2 separate regions of the Arachis hypogaea genome follow, and region 1 is linked to region 2. The links are chromatin contacts, called in public Hi-C maps. All regions are on one chromosome and are shown on one strand. The core of a region is the stretch at or near the end of the contact, and the rest is flanking DNA. Distances in the headings are between cores, read along the strand shown. Region 1 has its middle 4.9 kb from the start of LOC112734926. Region 2 holds the start of LOC112734894.

Evidence for each region. A called contact is a pair of places that touch in the nucleus more often than the background predicts.
Region 1: a contact with region 2 is called in a Hi-C map of leaf, with 2.1 times the contacts expected there. The contact joins the enhancer-like site here to the promoter of LOC112734894 in region 2. A contact is called at or near these places in 3 of 8 Hi-C or Micro-C datasets (all in leaf).

What each region holds. Positions count from the first base shown.
Region 1 is chr2:6,313,422-6,317,561 of arahy.Tifrunner.gnm2.J5K5, forward strand. No RefSeq gene overlaps it. Among protein-coding and RNA genes, the nearest start is that of LOC112734926, 4.9 kb to the left of the region's middle. Within about 2 kb of position 1,635, at least 1 of the 3 cell types and tissues checked has open chromatin away from gene starts, as enhancers often do.
Region 2 is chr2:6,271,516-6,275,344 of arahy.Tifrunner.gnm2.J5K5, forward strand. LOC112734894 reads right to left here and starts at 1,649. Exons shown (of 8, transcript XM_025784436.3): 1 at 1,404-1,649; 2 at 979-1,204; 3 at 782-846; 4 at 587-685; 5 at 137-206; 6 at 1-50. The coding sequence starts at 1,179. It overlaps LOC112734919 (a long non-coding RNA gene), which reads right to left. Exons shown (of 2, transcript XR_003168465.3): 2 at 3,240-3,581.

The sequences.
Region 1 (4,140 bases), core at 385-2,884, 42 kb after region 2:
CTGAACAGGCTTTTTACCTCAAGAAAGTTGTATTTGTCTAACATAATTAAATTTAAACTTCTCTTGAGTTTTTATGTTTGCAAATTTTATCTTGTAAATGGTGACAGATTATTCGATTTATGGAGAAATAATAACATATATCAATTTATAAAAAGTGTAATAAATTTCAATTTAAACAATCTAACAAATTTAGATTTTTACTTTATTGAAGGAAAAACAAAGCTACAGATAGGCAAAACTAAATATTAATTTTCATGGGTTGCCTTAAAAAAGTTATTCTAATTATGTAGAATTTTATATACTTAGGATGTAAGTTCATGCAAATAAAACTAGAAGCTTTGTCATTTTCATATATATGAGAATACATATATATTATTTATTTTTCTTTTGTATAAATACACATTTTATATATTTATTTATTTATGGAAATAGAATTGGCCATCAGCAGATTTTAGAGATAGCAATTAAGTTAAAAAAATAATTTTCAAGCACCAAAAAGAGAATAAAGATAAAGTTTCTTGAAGACCACGCTAATCTCTCTCGTTAAGTTTATTTTCTTTCATTTTTTTAAACTTTTTCTTTTAAGTGATATCATATCAAATTATGGAATATTTTATTTTTATTTTTGTGTGGAGTCCACTGTGAACTCAAACTTTTAAGTTTCACTTAATGAAATTTTTACCTTTGAAAAAAATAGTATTAATTATTTAGATGTAAAACATTCTGAGATAACATTAAAATATCGTCATTCTTACGTTGGTTCTAATAAACTAACAATTAAAGTAGATATATATTTGTGTATATATTTTTTTAAAAAATAAAACTAAATGTTTATACTTTGTTAGGATCATATATATATATATATATTATAGTTGCGTGTTATGCGATATTTAATATATAATTTATATTTTATAAATATTTGAATTTTTTGAACAAATAATTATCTAATTTGACAAATTAATAATATTTTAATTTTTTTTTAATTTCAGATTATTTTAACGGTTACGAATGTCTTGTAGTCAGTATGACATTATTTAATATCAATAAATTTTGATGCATCAGTTATAAAATTAACAGAAAAATTAATATAACTAAATTAAGATTTTTAAAAAACAAAATTAATTAAAAAATTTGAAAATTAATTTAATTAATTTTAAATAAATATAATAATCTTTTAAATATAAAATGTACTAGACTTTTTGTGAAGAGATCAATAACCTTTACATGTGTACATAGAAGAAAGCATAGCGATTATGAAGCTAATAATTCAAAAGTAATGCTAATAAAAAAAACTTACAGAAGATTAATATTTTTTAAAAAAAAGATTAAATAAAAAATATTTTAATCAAATGGTTAACATGAAAGTATTGTTGACCAATATAATTTTTTCAAGTCATATTTTGAACCCATGAATTGGTGAAAAAGATTAAGATGTGTAATCAGTAAGTTTCTTTTTAGTCACCATTATTTTAATAATAGTCTCTTTCAATTTCATATGAAATAAATGAATAAATAAAAATAAATTAAAAAATAGAATTTCTGATTCTGTGGATCACTTTTGATCCTGTGGACCAAGTTATTGTCTATATTCTTTAATTATATCGAGTTTGTTGTGCAAATCTCCCACTGACCGATGATACTTGGATAAAATAAAAAAACTGCTATACAAACGCGTTTTCAAATTCAGAGATAGTTGTACAGAGTTATATATCATGAAAATGGGGGACGGATTCAATATGCCAAACGTGTTTGCACATTGAAGTGCCAAAAAAATATTTGGTTGATCGATGAGCATTTTTAATGAGAAACTATTAGATTATTGTAAGTTTTTTAATCTAACAGTAAAGATTTTTCTGAATTTAATTTCATATGATTGGCTAGTTAATATTTTATACAATTTTTGTGTCAGTGGATAATTTTATAAATATTACTTTTATGATGGTTATTGTTGTTAAATTTAAAATGTTTGGTGGTATTATATCAAAAAATAAAAAATTAGATATTTTAATTAATTTAAAATTGATAAAATTTTTATTGAATAAAATATTTTTTATTGTATTATTTTGCACATTATTAAACGTCGGAGTGGAGGCATCAAACCAAAGTAAAAGAGGATCGTACTTCAACTCCGATGAAAGCACAGAGTGTGGGCATGGCGGCTTTGGCACCGTTTTCTCCGGCATCTTTCTTCCTCTGCGAGGACTCAGTGAAACTCTGGACTCCACAACAACTTTATAGAGAGCGTGAGTTTCACAACAAGATCTTCTCGATTATTACAATTTACGATTTTTAATTTTTTGTTAAACAAAAAGCGAAAATATAAGGTTGGTTAGATTTATCAATTGGTCATTATTTGTTGGAGTTTTGAGAAAGATGAAACATTTTATGAAAAGAAAAAATAAATAATAAATAAAATTTACATTTTAAATTAATTCTATATTCGAGTCACCAACAAAAATTAATTATATATTCTAAACCAATTATTATGAGTTAGTCACAAAAAAAACCAATTATTATGAGTTAAATAATTCAGTTCAATTTTCTTTTAAAATAAGATATTCTAAAATTAGTAATATTTGAAATAACTTAATTAATTATAGTAATATATATTGAAAATTAGTGATTTTGATACGTTAATTTTATTAATTATAGTTAAATAATATCAAAAATAATTTTATTAATTATAGTAAGATATCATGTAAAATTAGTAATTTTTTAGAATAAATTTATAAATTATAGTAATATAATTTAGAAAATTAGTTCTTTTTTAATAATTTTATAAATTATAGTAATAGATCTGATAAATTAGTAAATTTTTAAAGTAATTTTATTAATCATATTAATATGATATAAGAAATTAATAATTATGTTAAATTAATTTCATCAACTATAGTAATATGTTATGAAAAATTATTAATTATATAGAGTATTAATTATAGTAAGATACTATAAAAGTTAGTATAGATATAGAGTATAGAGAAAGAACAAAGAGTACACATAAAAAAATTCAAGAAGATAACATGAAAAAATAAATAAAAATCTCATAAATCCTGAATCCTAAACTCTAAATTAGTAATTTTTAGATTAATTTAATTAATATTATATATATATAATTAGTAATTTTGTTATATTAATTTTACTGACTATAGTTAAATGATATGAAGAATAATTTTATTAATTAAGATGTCATGTGAAATTAGTACTTTTTTAGATGATTTAGAAAATTAGTTATTTTTATAGTAATTTTATTAATTATAGTAATATAATCTTAGAAATTAAAAGTTTTTTTTTAAAATAATCTTATTAATTATACTAATATAATATGAGAAATTAATTATTACGTTAAATTAATTTTATTAATTACAGTAATATGTCATGAAAATTTATTAATTATAAAAAATATAAATTAAAATAACGATATAAAATTTTAAAAAAATAACAATATAAAATTTTTAAATTAAAAAGTAATAATTTAAAATTTGAAATGCATGTGCAAAACCAATACAAATAACCATATTCATATTATTTTACATATGAACTTTGTCTATTTTTAACTAGAGAATATTTGTATTTTATTTAGTTTATAAAAATAAAAAAGTCAAAAAAAATGATCAATGAACTAGGCTTCAAATGACATAATTTTTTCATACTCACTTAAGAGATTGAAAGAAATTTAATAAAAATTTTAACGTCAAACTCCAATTCCAAAACCCTAAAACCCAAATCAGGAGCTCCCAATTCGAAACTTCCAAATATATTTTGTTATAGTCAAACTAATATTTGAAAATTTTTATAAATATCCATATAATATTTTAATTTTATGAATTAAAATATTTTTAATATTTTCTAAAAATTGTTTTGTTTTATTAAGAAAATCTCATAAAAGAAAGATAAAAAATAAAAATAAAATAAGAGTGATATTTGTATATATAAGATAAGAGTAATATTTAAATATATAAAATATATTTTTTTTAAGGTAAGATATTATGAGAAATTAATAATATTTTGAGTAACTTAATTAATTATAGCAATATATATGTTGAAAATTAGTGATTTTGTTACGTTAATTTTATTAATTATAGTTAAATGATATCGAGAATAATTTTATTAATTATAGTAAGATGTCATGTGAAATTAGTA
Region 2 (3,829 bases), core at 399-2,898:
TAAGCCCGAAATGAAACCCAGAAGAATGCGACATTAGGCAAAGGTAAAACCTACAATGTACAATTAAGAATGGCCATCAATTGAACCCAAGATAGATATTAAAGAGCAAACACAAGTCCACCGAGCACATACATACCATCAGTGCAGAGGAAAATGGAATCAATGAAACTGTAGCATACAAGTATTTCCGGTGGATAATTGTTCCCCTGTAAATGAGACAATAGTTCATATAACAATGAAGATTTAAATACAGAATTAAATTGGAAGCTACACTAACAGATTCCAGATTAAATTATTGTTCCAACACCATCAACCTTTTGCTGCTTTTTTTGGAAACAGGTGTTAGAGGGAGAATTACCTCATAGCAATATGTCTTAATCTTCGGCGAACAAGATTGTCATATATCAGGCAAGGTTTCTAAGCACCTCTTAAAAGGCTCATACACAGGAATCAAACTCAACATTGCCATACATATCAACCCCATAATAAACATATATAGAAGGCGAATCTACTATTAAGAGTAGTAAACTACTAAACTATTCCGAAACCAAGCAAGTATGCATCAAAACAAGGCTGCGGCACCAACCTTGAAGGGTAAATGACTTCGACGCTAGTGACTTCATTCGATATAGATTTCAAGAAAATCTCGGAGGGCTTAACCTGTGACAAAAGCCATGACCCCCACCTGCAACAACTCAAATCACATTCGAGCATATTATGCATAGCGTAATCAACACTTTTAAAAGACTATCATTCAAAACCAACAATGTAAAAAACTAACCCATGAATCTTCTTCTTGATAGACCCATCCGGTGCTTTTTCCAAACCAATCCAAGCTTTATTCATCTATTAACCGCAACCACAACCAAATAAAGCAATTGGTTAAGAAAACAGTACACACAAGAATGTGACAACCCAAGAAACAGAAATTGACAAAGAAACAAAGTTAATACAATGATCGAAACAACAAAAAGGCACCTTGTTGCCACAGTAATCAGCAAGAAGCTCAGCTTTGGCATTAAAGGGTTTATCAGCAACATTAACGCCCTTCCACAGTTCTTTGAACGTTGGAGGAGAATGAGAAGAAGAAGTAGCTGAATTCTTAAGAGAATGATCAATGGCTCTGCTGAAGCACCAGTTTCTCCCTCGTATTGGGAACACAACCAATTTGGCTCTCATGTTGACTCTTTTGGCGGCAAGAACCCTAGAAAGTTTCCAACCAGAGAAATGTTCAGTCTTGGCGGTGAAGTTACAATCTTTGATGTGAAATGAAGCAGAATCCGAATCTGCGTAGTTTGAATATTCAGTGTCAAACTCGAAAAAAAAGTAAAAAGAAAAAGAAAAATAGTAGTGTTAAAGAAGAAGAACTGAAAAGGAGTTAAATTTTCTTTTCTTTTCTTTACCCTGAAAAGAAGCAAATTACGAATGAGGCTTGAATGACGAAAGAGATGATGTCAAAACGATGCGTTTTGTGGGGAGAGAGTGAACGAAAAAACTACACATTCACAAACGGACAAGAAGGTAGTTTCGCTGTTTCAGTATTCAGTATGAAGATGATGGCGATGAAATAGGAAACGGGTTAGGAACTTTTGGGGGAGAGAATTTGGATGATTATGGCGGAGTGTGATATTGAGGGGTAAAAGTGTAAAACGGTCGGATATGTAGAGTAGACGGGGTACTAATACACGGATCTTTACTTTTTTTACTTTTTTTTTTTCTTTTCCCATAAATTCGTTTAGCTTAGTCTAGTCTGCTGGCAGAATACAATAATTTTAAATTTATCATCTATGTGTTACAAAATTACTCATTATAGTATTCAAAAAAGATAGTATTTAGTTATTGAATGAAATTAACTATTGCAATTATACCTTTTAAAGTTGTCTAAATTATCATGTATAAATTATTATTAATGTGATCTACTCCTATTTTGATTAAATTGAACGTAATTTAGTTAATTAAACCTCTTGGTTTGCAAATTATAAACAAAAATACATCAATATGTATGTGAATTATTCTTCGGCTATTTATTTTGTTCTGCCTGTCTTAAGTATGCATTTGTAGTGACATGCATATAATGTAGATTTGATTTTCTTGTTATATGCAGCCATTTTCTCTAACTACACTTTTAGATTGGGTATTTTGCTTTGACATTCAAAATTTTGAAATATTATTATGCATTGGAAACAAATTGGACCTCCTTTTAGGTCTTTCAGTTTTGCTATTGATCTTTATTCAGAGCTCCCTGGATATAGAATATCTAAAGGTCCTACTTGGAATTGTGCACCGAGCACAATATTATTTTTCTGTTAGGTGATTAGTTGTTTTTCAAAAGATAAATGAGTTTTTTTACCTCTCTTTATGACTTCCTTTTTTATAACATATGAATGGTGCTGCATGGACTACATAATATTTTTCAAAAGCAATTGTCACATAGGTGCCAGCATATTTTATTGTTCTAGTAATTTATTTCGACAGTAAAATATTTTTCTTATAATAAATAAAGTGTTTGATATAAAACAGAATCTCAGTTAGAGGGTAGAAGTAAAAGAGGAAATTGCTATTGTTTTGTGTGCTTTGTGTGTGGTTTTTAATTTGCTAGCAAAGCCTTACCTGTAAGATAAAACAACAGCTATTATGAATTTAGGTAACAATCAAGTTGGATACTTCTAATGAATGATGACCAAAGCATAAAGTATCTAAAAAATTTGGCGAGTACTTAATTTGAGGAGAAGTCACAAGAGTCGAGGAGAAAAAAGGGAGGTAGTATTCTTAAACTGAATTGAAAATAGCATAGTTTTAAAAATCGAATTGGACCGACCAATTCAATTGGGTTAACTGGAAATTGGTCACCGAAGCAGTTCGGTCGATCTTAAAAATCATTTAACAAAAAATCGGTCAAAAAATCGGTTAACCGGTGAACCGACTTAACCGACCAATTTTTTTAAAGATTTTCAAGGTCCATGTTCAAGTTTACAGACAAAAAAATCATGGAACCTTGGGTACACTCTTTTTGCTCTTTCCTATGTTGTTGTTGTTGTTCTTTTGCCATTTTCCTTCCTCGGTTGAAATATTCAAAAAAGTATAGTTATCAGAATCGAACCGATAATCAACCTGGTCGCACTACTAGGTCATTGGTTCAACCAGTAGATCACTAATTAAACCAGTTAACCCGATCTAATTAAATATAAATATCAAATTATAAAAAAATAAGCTTAAAATTAAAAGTTTAAAAATATGTCTTCACAAACACACTAACAAAAATTAAGTATTAATTCTTAAACATAACTAATATTACAAAAATATATAATAAATTCGTTACTAATACAAAATATTTTCTCAATTTAAATAAAGAGAGAAAAATATAACACAATAAGTAAATTAAAGTTCAATGATGATTTATGACAACAAAAAATTTATCTGCAAAGATGATTTACAACAACAAAATCATATTCTGTAAAATGACTAAAATCCTCTTAACAATGGCAGACTTGAATTAGTTGCATCTGTTGCAAGCTTTGCTGCCACCAGACTTGAGTTGTGTTCTTCCTCATCGAACCATCCTACTTCATTCCTCAATATAGCTACCATAAACAGATCAAACTCACATTAACATTACATGTTTATTTTAACATCAATTAATTAGTATTAGTCACTTAATTAAGTGCCGAAAAGCATTCTTCTAACTCTAGTGGTGAGGTTCTCATCCATACTGAAAAAGTAATGTTGAATTAAATATGCAACAACTGCATAGTGTCCAACTCCAATATATATAAACACATACTCCTTGGTTTTCTTCTCCATGGATGCATAATTTCTATAGTAAAAAACT